3 separate regions of the Mus musculus genome follow, and all the other regions are linked to region 2. A link is a contact called in public Hi-C and HiChIP or PLAC-seq data. All regions are on one chromosome and are shown on one strand. The core of a region is the stretch at or near the end of the contact, and the rest is flanking DNA. Distances in the headings are between cores, read along the strand shown.

Evidence for each region. A called contact is a pair of places that touch in the nucleus more often than the background predicts. HiChIP or PLAC-seq counts read pairs in DNA pulled down with a chosen protein or histone mark.
Region 1: an H3K27ac HiChIP or PLAC-seq map of embryonic stem cells shows a contact between it and region 2, with 5 times the contacts expected there. The contact joins the enhancer-like site here to the promoter of Fam120c in region 2. A contact is called at or near these places in 3 of 39 promoter capture datasets (the C10 cell line, embryonic stem cells and stem cell-derived epiblast-like cells), 4 of 484 Hi-C or Micro-C datasets (all in embryonic stem cells), 5 of 115 datasets of contacts at active chromatin or transcription factors (embryonic stem cells and stem cell-derived neural progenitor cells) and 1 of 9 other capture datasets (embryonic stem cells).
Region 3: a contact with region 2 is called in a Hi-C map of uterus, with 7 times the contacts expected there. The contact joins the promoter of Fgd1 here to the promoter of Fam120c in region 2. A contact is called at or near these places in 4 of 484 Hi-C or Micro-C datasets (embryonic stem cells and uterus), 2 of 115 datasets of contacts at active chromatin or transcription factors (both in embryonic stem cells) and 2 of 9 other capture datasets (liver and pancreatic islet).

Annotation. Positions count from the first base shown.
Region 1 is chrX:150,955,661-150,959,011 of GRCm38.p6, reverse strand. No RefSeq gene overlaps it. Among named protein-coding and RNA genes, the nearest start is that of Gnl3l, 60 kb to the left of the region's middle. Within about 2 kb of position 1,916, at least 120 of the 459 cell types and tissues checked have an H3K27ac peak or open chromatin away from gene starts, as enhancers often do. A contact at or near this core is called in embryonic stem cells and stem cell-derived epiblast-like cells, where this site is marked.
Region 2 is chrX:151,342,617-151,346,511 of GRCm38.p6, reverse strand. It overlaps Fam120c (family with sequence similarity 120, member C), which reads right to left and starts at 2,289. Exons shown (of 16, transcript NM_198105.2): 1 at 1,576-2,289. The coding sequence starts at 2,262.
Region 3 is chrX:151,044,640-151,048,424 of GRCm38.p6, reverse strand. It overlaps Fgd1 (FYVE, RhoGEF and PH domain containing 1), which reads right to left and starts at 1,255. Exons shown (of 18, transcript NM_008001.4): 1 at 444-1,255. The coding sequence starts at 750. It overlaps Gm46690 (a long non-coding RNA gene), which reads left to right and starts at 2,333. Exons shown (of 2, transcript XR_001782846.2): 1 at 2,333-3,785.

The sequences.
Region 1 (3,351 bases), core at 667-3,166, 390 kb after region 2:
CTAAGTTCAAGACCAGACAAAGGAAAATACATTTGAATATCTTAACATGTTAATGCTGCAAATTATAGTTCCTCTTCCCTTCGCTCTGAGTTTGCTGTTTTTGAAAGCCTTAGTGTTTGTTAGGTGACTTTTCCAAACTAATTTTGTGAACACTGTATTCCTTATGTGTACTCACTGAAGTCTCTCTTTCTTAGTTGGTGTTTTTATAGAGATTTCCTAAACATAAAGAGCCAAAACACACATACACTCCCTCCCCAAAGCCTCCAGCGAACCAACAACCAAATTTACAAAAAATGCCAAAAGTAATAGAGAAAACTTATCTTATTTTTGCAAAAGCTGCTCTGTTTTAGGGTAGTGTTGCCTTAAGAGTCACTCAAGGTGATGGCCCAGTTCTTTTCTGAGCACATTTTCTGAATTCTGCCATTTATGTTTTTCTCTTGAATATTCCAGTTTCTCAAAGAAACCCACCTCAGCTTTGCTCGCAGACTTTAAGTGGTCCAGTTTACATTTTGGCTCAGTCTTTTACTCCAGGCATCTATGCATTCCTAGTTTTTCTCATATTAATTTTGAGGAATTCAATCTCATTTTTTAAATAAAAAATCATTTATTTTTTGAAAATATCATACATGTATATGATGGGGCTTTTCACTTAAAGTTTTTCCTACACTCTATTTTGATCCTTTTTCCTCTCCCCTCCCGAATTCTGAGTGGGGTGAAACAGAGTCCAGTGTCCTCTGTCACTCCTCCAAATCTCAGCAAGTTAGAACACAAGTGAAGGGTAACTTACCCAGCGAGTCTGCTTTTTTCCCTCAGAACCAAATGTCAGGCTTACACATGGGAATTCAGGCTTCTCTTTTCAAGACCACCTATGTACTGGGGACCAAGTAAAGATTCTGATAAGCTTTCCTATTCTGCTGGCTGGTTTGGTGTCAACTTGACACAAGCTAGAGTTACCAGTGAGGAAGGAGCCTCAGTCAAGGAAATGCCTCCATCAGGTCCAGCTGTAAGGCATTTTCTTAATTAGTGATCAATGGGGGGGGGGGGGGAGGGCCCAGCTCATTGTGGATGGTGCCACTCCTGGGCTGGCGGTGCTGGGTTCTATAAGAAAGCTGAGCAAGTTATGGAGAGCAAGGCCAGGAAGGAGTAATCCCTTCATGGCCTCTGCATCAGCTCCTGCCTCCAGGTTCCAGCCCTGTTTGAGCTCCTGTCCTGACTTCCTTCAGTGATGAACAGTGATATGGAGTGTAAGTAAGCCCTTTTCTCCCCAACTTGATTTTCAGTCATGGTGTTTTATCATACCAATAGTAACCATAACTAAGATACCTACCATTTTAAAATTGCCTTTTTAAATTCAACATTTGTTTAGTTGCTGTAAACCCTTTTCTTGGTTCTTAGTGCTTTGACAAGTTGGTTTCTGCTTAGTCTGCAGTGTTTTTATGGAGAAGTAAGACTTTTGAGGTGTCTGTGTATCATTTGGATAATGTACTGCCCCCACCACGGAGTATCTTTTCATATCAATTTGTAAGTATGTAGCATAACCTGTTTTTGTTGTTGTTGTTTGTTTGTTTTTTGAATACAGCATCCAGACTGGCCTCAAACTCGTGATCCTCCTGCACGTTTTAAACCAATGGACACAGAATCCCCGACAGTTCCTGACTCCCGATGGTCTTGGTTTAACAAGCCCTGTAGGTAATTCTGACGCATTACCCTAGGTAGGCCTCCGAGGTTTGTATGCATTTACAGAAATGGGCTTACTGCGGGGAGAGCTACTGCAGGAACTCTTTTTCTTCCCAGCACCCCATTCACCAGATGTTCTCCACTAGCTTCCAAATTGCATCAGCCTAGCGTTAGCCTGCCCTGGTGTTCACACTCAGCTGGCTAGCAGCAAGGAGGGCGGAGCCTCATCTGGATGTCTGGAGGAGGGGGCCACCAGGCTTTGGCAGGGTGGGCAGTCTGTGCTGTAGAGCTGTGGATATTGTTAAGATGGGGCCAAACAAGTAGTTGGCTTGGAGACTGTAGCTTTTTGTGTGTGCCACTGTCTTTTAGAACCTCGAATTTGGAGGATGGCCTTAGTACTAGATTTTCTCCATTTTTTTTTTTCAATTACGGGGAAAAATCAGAGGGGAGGCCCTGGGGCCTATGGCAGTGACGGTCCATCATTGGTCGGTGGCGAGTGCGCATGCGAACCACTGACAAAGACGTCATTGCAGCTGGAGGAGACTGTGTGAGGAAGGTGTGAGAGCGCAACCTGGTGGGGATTTCGTGCCAGCGGTGCAGACCACTGAGAGTCCGCCCAGAAGGACAGAAAGGGAGGAGTCTTGGACGCCAGGAAAAAAGCTGGGGCTGGGCCGGGGAGAGGTGAGCCCGCTGTCCACCCGAAGGCGACCGACCAGGCGAGTCGCCACCAGGGGGTGACCATGCCTGCAAAAGACTCCAAGTGGGCTCCACGCAGTCTGCACCATATGTTTTGAAAGCTTTTTTTTTTAATTTATTTTTTTATCCTACCTTTCTTGCCTCGACATATGAGAGAAAATGGATACTTGGTGGTGGCTTGGCCTTTGTCAGAGCAGCACTCAGTGAAGAACTGATAGAAAACAGACATATGATTAAGACCCTTGACTGAAAGATGAGACTGGCTAAATAAGTCAACAGCTGGAGGATAATTCATAAATGACAATGTTTGGATCTTAATTTTTAACTTCACAGAGAAGAAAATTTAAATGTCCTCCTAGCCAATCCTATGCCCCCACAATTTTTACATTGTTGCAATCAGAGTATACACATAGCCCTGTATCCTTAGTTACAGAATAATAATTTTTCCTTGTTGCTATAGAATCTCCACAGCTTTCATCCCTAAGCAATAGTTGTAGACAGCTGTGCTTAACCCTTTTACTTTTGTTGGATGCGAAGACTGCTTCCCAGTCATTCATCAGAGAAACAAAGGGCCCCACAAGGGATAATTTTGTGTTTAGAATGTTTATTTCTCAGGAGGGGACACAGATAAATGGTCATTGATTCTGAAGCAAAATCTCTGGGAAAAATACCATGAACATTTTTTTTAGGCTTTTGTCGACCCGCTTTCCCAAAAGGGATTATACTAGTTGACATCAGAGGTCAAATCAGAAACTGACTCTGGTGACGCTGGGTCTTGTCTGTCTCCAGGCTGGGTTTAATTTTCCTGCCCTGCTGCTCAGCTCAACTTTATTATTAGTCTTGACCTTTGGGGCAAGGCAAACACACACCAAAGGTTCAGGGACAACTTTAGCAACTGTGACAGCTGACATGAGCCACTGCAGCTCATGTTTCAGGCTTGAGCAAGTGGCTTGGATGAATTTGCTTCGCTGAGAGGGA
Region 2 (3,895 bases), core at 1,040-3,539:
AAGTTCTTAAAGCCTGGGTGGTGCCATTGAAAACAACTTGGAAGGAAAGCCTGTAAGTGACTCTGCTTTAAAATGTTCAGTCAGGAGAACAGGCAAGTGGGGTTTTGTTACAGTTATATTTTAAGTTAGCTCATGATTAGATTTTTTTGCATGCATGGTGTCAGGAGATTGAAGCAAGGGCCTCCTGGTTAGTAAGGACACTACCACTGAGCTATGCCCCCAGCCCATTAATGGCTTGTCAAATTTAAAAAGGCATAAATTTGGTGCTGAGTTCTGTATATCTAGCATAGTAGGATTCTAGTCACATTCTATAACCATTGCAAACTTCTCCATGTAGCAGATCTTTCCGTCTCTGTTCCCTCCTTACCCCACCAGCTGCCACCTGTTTTGTTTTCAGAATCCCCAAGTCCCCAATCCTGAAAGGACATTCCCCCCAAAACTCTGGTTAGAAAATGGGTTTGCAGTTTCTTCCCACCTAACCCTGTAACGCTTTTCTTTTCCTTCTTCCTGCCTACCTCCTTACTTCTCAAGCCTTGCTATTCTCTACACGTAGGAACTTGAAACCTAAGAGTATGGGAAAGCAACAGCGTAATAGCAGTGGTGCCAAGACCCGGGGATGCTGCCAAGCTTTTCCCCAGGCTCCATATGCAGTGGCTCAACTACTCAGAGGCTGGCCTTCGGTTTAAACCCATGGAGCCTCATGAACTTGGTATTTCTTTTTGCCTCTGCCCGATTGCTTCAACCTCTTTAATTAAACAACCTCCTCCAAAACCTGTGAACCATTCAGATCTAGCCCATTCTCCAAGTCTATCTTTTTCAGGAAGTTTCCCAGGACCATTTTAACCCACAGATTATCACCCCACCCACCTACCCAAACTGGCAACTTACATACCAGAAAACAGAATCACCATGCATATTTACACCAGCAAGTAAATGCTGCGCATTTGATCTTTCAAAGCCAAGAATGGCGTCTTGGGGTTTTTGAGAGCCCCTCCCCGCACCCCCAACCGTCTTTGAAACCCCCTACTGAGCGTGTTCATCTTCCTGAATAGTGACTCAATCAGTGAATTGTTTGGGCTAAGGCATGCCAAGATAAAAGCATGTTGAAATGAAAAGGGCTCAATGGATGGGGAAAAAAGAAGTACTAGGTGTCAAATGGGGGAAAATTATAGAACAAAGGTGTTCGACTAACATCTGTTTTATTTGCCATGGGGTTGAAAACAGATATAGGGGAGGGAATGTCAACTGGAAAATGAAGAAAAAACATATTTCAGTTTGAGGGGGATGATAGCAAGAGAAACATGAAGCCCGGAGGAATTTTGAGTCAATTCTGCTAGAACCAACAGGTAGGCCAATTGTGTGAGTAAAGGGGGTTACGGGGATGGCATGGCTAGAGATACAATCATGTAGGTAAGGGAATTAATAGGCCATATGACGGGGGCACGAGGGGATAAAATGGTCGCCAGTAAGTTAGCTGACTGAGTGGGTGGCAGGTAGGTCGGTGAATGGTTAGGTGTTTAGTCTGGAAGGAACAGGTGTGGGGCATTTCATTTAAAAATCTAACCCCTCCCTCACCTTGACCCGGAAGCGGATGAGTGCTAGCCTCACGCAGTGGCTCAGACAGGCAGGTGGCAGGAACCAGGCCCGCGGTGGAGGGGTGCCCTTGTTGCCCACGTGTCCCACGATCAGTTGCGCAGTCTGCCGCTCCGCCTGGCACCGACGGCCCCACTCGGCCAGTCGGTCCTTCCCCAGGCCCCCAGGGAACATGACCACCAGCTCCAGGCCGTCTCCGCCCGGATAGGCACAAGCCTGGCACAGCGCTGACAAGTAGCCCAGCATGGCATTCCACTGGCCGCCACAAACCCAATCCGTCTGGTAGCCACCATAGAGCCGCGGCAGCGCCGAGCCCGCGTCTACCAATACCCGAGCCCCAGGCAGCGGAGGGGGCGGCGGCGGATGCAGCCCTGGCGGCGCTTGGCCATGGTGGTGGAAATGGTGAGCAGGGTGATGGTGCCGAGACGGCCCCGCGCCCCCGGAGTAAGCACCAAAGGCAGCGGGCGGGAGCGGCGGCGGCGGCAGAGGAGCAGAGCCCCTGGTGATGCGTGGAGCCCCTGGCGCTAGGGCTGCTGGCGGCAGCTGGCGGTGCAGGTGCTGCTGCTGCTGCTGGCGCGAGACGGTGCGCGCGAGTTTGAGGAGGTCCACAGGCACCACAGCCCCGGGACAGCGCTTCTCCAGGAACTCTTGGAAGCCCTGGACGCCCATGCTTCCTCCGTGGGTAGAAGGAACAGCGGCTGCGCAAGCGGGCCAGTCGGCGATCCCCGCGCGAAGCTGGAGGCGGGCGCGTGCGCACTCCGCGGGGGGTAGGGGCGAGGGGGGCGGAGAGAGGGTTTGAGAACGGGAGGGGCGAGGGAACGTGGGCGGGGAGGGGAGGAGACCACAGACTGGGTGCGGGTGGAGAGCAGAGGTGAGGCTGACCAGACTCAGAAGAGGCTGGGAAGATAAAAGCGATGACAAAGTCGTAGTCACTCCTCTTTTCCCGTTCCCCTCCGCTGCTCTTCTTCACTGCTTCAAAGGGGGTGAAGCCTCTGCCTTCCACCTCCGGGAGCCATGTTGCCTCGTCTTCTCTGTGATACTCGCTTTCTAGCTGGGGGAGGGGTACAGGGGCGGGGCGGATGAGCATCCTGGGAGTTGTAGTCTTTTCCCGGATGGCCTCAGGATGCAGTCTTAGAACCAGAGGATCACACCTGTCAGGCCTTGATGCTCATAGTGTCAGAAGAAGCGGGCCAAGAAAATGTGTGTATAGGATTTGTACCAGAACTCCTAGTATCCAACCGAGTTGCCTCAGGATATTATACCACCATGCCCAGGGAAAGAAATGGAGATGATGCATCATGGGAAAGGAAGTACTGTGGATTAGTAGAATTTGGCTAAAGTGAGCTAAAGTTCCCTGAAAGGGAGAAATTTCCCTTCCATTGAAAAGATGATATGCACAACTTTTAACGAAAGGAGAAGAACACATATGATACATAAAAACCGCTAACATCTACTGTCATACTTTGAAGAGTTATCCACCTTACAAATGGTAAAACATTTACTTAAGACAATGAATGCATAGACAAAATGAAATTGCCTATAATTTGCCTCAGGATCTCTGGTCAGGGAGATTAAACACCCACTCAAATTCAACTACAACTTGGACCTTATTGGTACTCACTAAGCTATGCCATATGGTTAGGGGATTTTTTTTGTTTTCCAACCTACTAAATGTGTCCATGTGGGAACAATTCAAAATAGCTGCAAAGGTTCTAATTTGATCACAGTCTTTTGAAAAGTACATTTCAGCATGCTTCTCCAATGAAATCCATGTAGAGTCTGTCTTCTGTCAAGTTTTAGGGCCCATTACTTCAGCCAGACTACAGCAGAAAACAAGATCTGCATGCAGAGTAGTTGTATCTATCTGGCTTGGAATTTACAGAACATAAAAGAGCAGAACCCCAGGAATGACATCAGAATGGTTTGATAGGATGAAACCAAAAACAGGTTGCAAATTCCAAACCGGGTTTGTCATAAGAGTAGTAGATCCAGAATAGCAGGGATGGGAGACAACATGAAAGGCAAGGGAGAGGGAGGTGGGGGGTGTATAGGGGACTTTCGGGATAGTATTTGAAATGTAAATGAAGAAAATAGCTAATAAAAATTGTTTTTGAAAAAAAAGGGAAAGGCAATAGCTTGAAGGCATGAAAGATGAAGAGAATAGATGTTTTTAGTAAACTGTGCTTACTAGAGAGTTTGTCCAGCATCCCTTTCCTAAAAATTAGCCTTCTCATTGTTAACTTGATAAGATTACTGCAAAAACTGTTGTCTTAGGCATGATGGTATGTGCCTGCAATCTTAG
Region 3 (3,785 bases), core at 6-2,505, 300 kb after region 2:
AGTCTGCACCCCTAAAAATGTAATTGATGATATCCACTTCACAGATGGCTCCTGAAGCTGAAACAAAAACCCTTGTAAAAGTACCCAGTTCAGTGCCATGCACAAATGTAGTCACTTAGCTAATGGGAGACTTCTTTTCTCCTATTCCAACCACATCCCCATTGCTGCCCTGAAATCCTGCCCCCTTTTCTTGGAGTGCTTCCTCTCCTGTTAGCCTCAACAGTTAGAAGAGAAAGGAGTCTTAAGGCTTGAGGGCGCAAGGGACAGATAAGAGCAAGGGGCAAAGGCTGAAAGGACTGGACCGAATACTGCAGGAGGTGGGGGTAGGGGTTGAGGGGACCCAAGGGGCTAGGGTGAGCATGTCGGCTCCAAGTCCTAGAACAAGAACCCGTTCCCGGTACCAGGCCCGTGGCCCAGGTTCCCATGCTGTCTGGATCACTCACCAGGCCGAGGCTGCGAGCCCTCCAGGTGGTAGGAGAAGCGCAGGGCCCGGTGGTGCTGAGGACTAGGGCCGCAGGGTAAGACCCGGGAGCTTGGAGGCGCTCCCAGGCTGGCATCCGAGGGTCCAACAAACTGAGGATCCAAAGGGCCTCCAAGAGCCGTGCCTGAGCCCCTGCTCACCGGCAGCCCGGGTTCCAAGGCTCCAGGGTCCGAGTCGGCACAGGCCAGCGGAGCGGCACCGGGGGTATTTGCCGCTGAGCGTTCGGGATCCGAAGGCCCAGGGCCCCCCGGGACTCGGTGGCCATGCATGGTCCGGGCCTGGGCGCGGGGCCCGGGCTCCCCGCTTGGCTCCAGTTCCTGGGGCGGAGGCGCGGGCGGAGAAGGCCCGGCGCCCGGCGGAGCAGCGGCCTCAGGCTCGGGGGGCGGGGCTGCGGGCTCAGCCCCACTGCGGAGACTCGAGCCCCCGACCCGGGCTCCGGCCAGCAGCCGTGGCGGCAGCAGCAGCAGCAGCCGCGGCCACCGCCGTTGCCGCGCCAGGCATCGCCAGCCCTGGCCCCAAGCGGGGAGTGGGCTCGGCGGGGCCGGGGGCCCGCTGGGGAGCGCTGTCTATGCGGCTGCGGCTAGGCGAGGGTCGGGGGCTGCGCTAGGCACGAGCTCTCCTAATAGATGACCAGTCACTTCCGTAGCCGGGGGCGAGCGGCCAGCCGGATCCCACCGAGGGGGGTCTCTTTCTCCCGGAATGAGAATCGACCTGGGTTCTCTGGGCTAGTCGGGAAGGGTTCTTCCTCCCGCCGCAGCGGAGGCTGGGGGCGGAGGAGAGGGGAGGGGGAGAGGAGAGGAAGGAGGGAAGAGAGGACGGCCGCGGCCGGGAGGCGCGCGTGTGCGCCGCGCTCTCCGGCTGCGAGGCTTGCCTTCGGGCAGTCCTCCGGAACGATGCTCCAGCCGTGCGGGCGGAGGACCGGGCTGGACCGGGCTTCTCCGCCTTCGTCCTGGGTCTGCACCGCGGCAGGCGGGAAGAGCCCTGGGAACTGGGGGATGGGGAGGCGCGAGCCGTTGCTGAGACAGCCGCAGCCACCGCGGCGCTGAGACCCAGTTATTGGAGCCCCGCCCCCTCGTCGGGATTTGAGCTTGGCCACGCCCCCTCGCTAGGGCCAGTTTCACCTCTAACTGCTAGGAGCTTAAGGCCCTCCTTCTGCTGGCCCTTCAGCTTTCCTTCCCATCCTTCCTTGGTCCCACAGAGGCGAGTCTCTGGGCCCAATTTCCGAAATCGACCCTTCCGTCGCATCTCATGCCTTCTTCCGCTCTCCCATCACACTCTTTCCCAGAAGCCTTTCCACATGTCCCAGAGTTAAGCTAGGCTTGGCACGTAGCGATCCTTTAGTACTTATTTTCTCAGACCAGATCTCATGGCCCTTTACTTTTCCACTCTTTTTGTCGCGGTCCCTTGTTTTGTCCGTTACCCGGCTGGCAGCAACCCAAAACTGAACCAGTCCAACTGTTTGCCTTTTTTTCCATGCTTGTGCCCAGGCAGCTGAACACTACTGGGTAACACTACAATTTTCCACATTTGTGTCATGATAAACCCTCATTTCCCAGCTTCTACAAGTCCCTCAGAACTGACCCGACACCCTACTAGTAGTCAACTTTCTTTTCTGTTTCACCCCCATTGCCTAGATAACTCTCATCCATGGTGGCCATATCAAATCTAGTCTCCCCAAGATCTTGATTTGTGCCCCCAACTCCGTCCCACGGTACTTAGCTGATAAGCCCATGTCCTACTTACATGGAGTGAACAGAAGACGCCAGAAGAAAGGTCTGGAATTCTTAGCAACAGACCTCTGAGTTCGTTCCGAGTCCCTTCGCTCTGGGCTTTAAACAGTCAGGTATCTTCTCCCATCTAAAAAAACAAGCACCAAAAGTTATCTCTCTTCTCTTTTTACAGATGACTCAAGACTTGCTCATAGTCAAGTGTCCCATTTCCTACCTCCCACTTATCTTTAACCCTGCTACAACTCACCTCTACTACTTCTTCCAAGCTATTTTTCTTATCAAGGTCTTCCATAGCTTACGTTACTAAACCGAAAAGAATCTCTTTAGAGGTCATCCTACTTGGACTTGCTAGCATTCAGGTAGCACCAGTGACCTCTCCCTTCTCCTGAAATTGCTTCCCTATGACATATCATGCTTATTTTTCTCCTTTTTCCTTTTCAGTTTCCTCCTCGTCTTAGTAGTGTTCTTGGGAGCTTTGGCCTGAGCTCTGTCTTCCCACGCACTCTCTCTGGTCTTTCCCTCAATATCTCATTTGCTTCTATGGCTTCAATTATTACTTCTTTGATAGTTACTCTAAAATACTTCAAATCAAAACATTTTTCCTGGCCCAGACATTCAGCTGGTTAGAAAACAACATTGTTTGAAAATCCTAGAGAAACCTAGAATCTCTGTTCTTTCCCAACTCAAGAAATCCTCTCTCAATGAGCTGTACCTTACCTAAGTGAAGGATCTTGGTCAAAGTAGAGATCTAAGCTATACCCTGGCTCTTTTCTCTCTCTCTCTCTTCTACACCTCCCCCCCCCATGCAATTGCCAAGTCTTCCTATCATCTACAGGACCATCTCCATCATCTACTTATACAGTCTCATTTCCATTGCCACTCGCTGGTGTAGGCTAGTACAGCTTCTAATCTGCAATACCTTCACAGCTCTCCTGTTTCAGTCTTGTTCTCTGGAATCTATTCTTAACTATTTTTCATTATCATGTATCAAACCCAAAGCCTCAGGCAAGACAGGCAAGTGTTCACTGAGTCCTGGAATCTATTCTCTATATTGTAGGCAGTCTGTATTATTACTATTTTTTGAGACAAGCTCTCACTGTGTAGCCTAGGCAGGCCTTGAATTTATAATCCCTCTGTGGTTGCCTCCTGAGTGATGAGACTAAGGGCATATACTACCACATCTGGCAAGTCTATGTCTTTCAAAATCAAATATCATTCACAAGTTTAGAATCTTCCAAGTCCCCAAAGGTTCAAAAGAAAATTTACCTTCCTTAACATTAGAGGTTTGGCAGGGCTCTTTATGATCTGGTGAGATCTCAATCAGCCTTTCTAAACCTAATGCTTGAGTCAAAGTTGAAAAATTGTAAGACTGTTCCTTGGTCTATCCAGCCTCTGAAGGCTTTTTTAACCTTAATTTTTAAAATTCTTTGACAATTCCATCCATATGACCTCTGGAGGTTTTGGGTTGTTGTTCTCTTTTGCTTCTTTGGGTTTTTTTTTAGCGGCAGGGCCTCATTTGGAGTCTAGGCTGACCTTGGACTGCAGTGAGTCCTCTTGCTTCAGGCTCCGGTGTG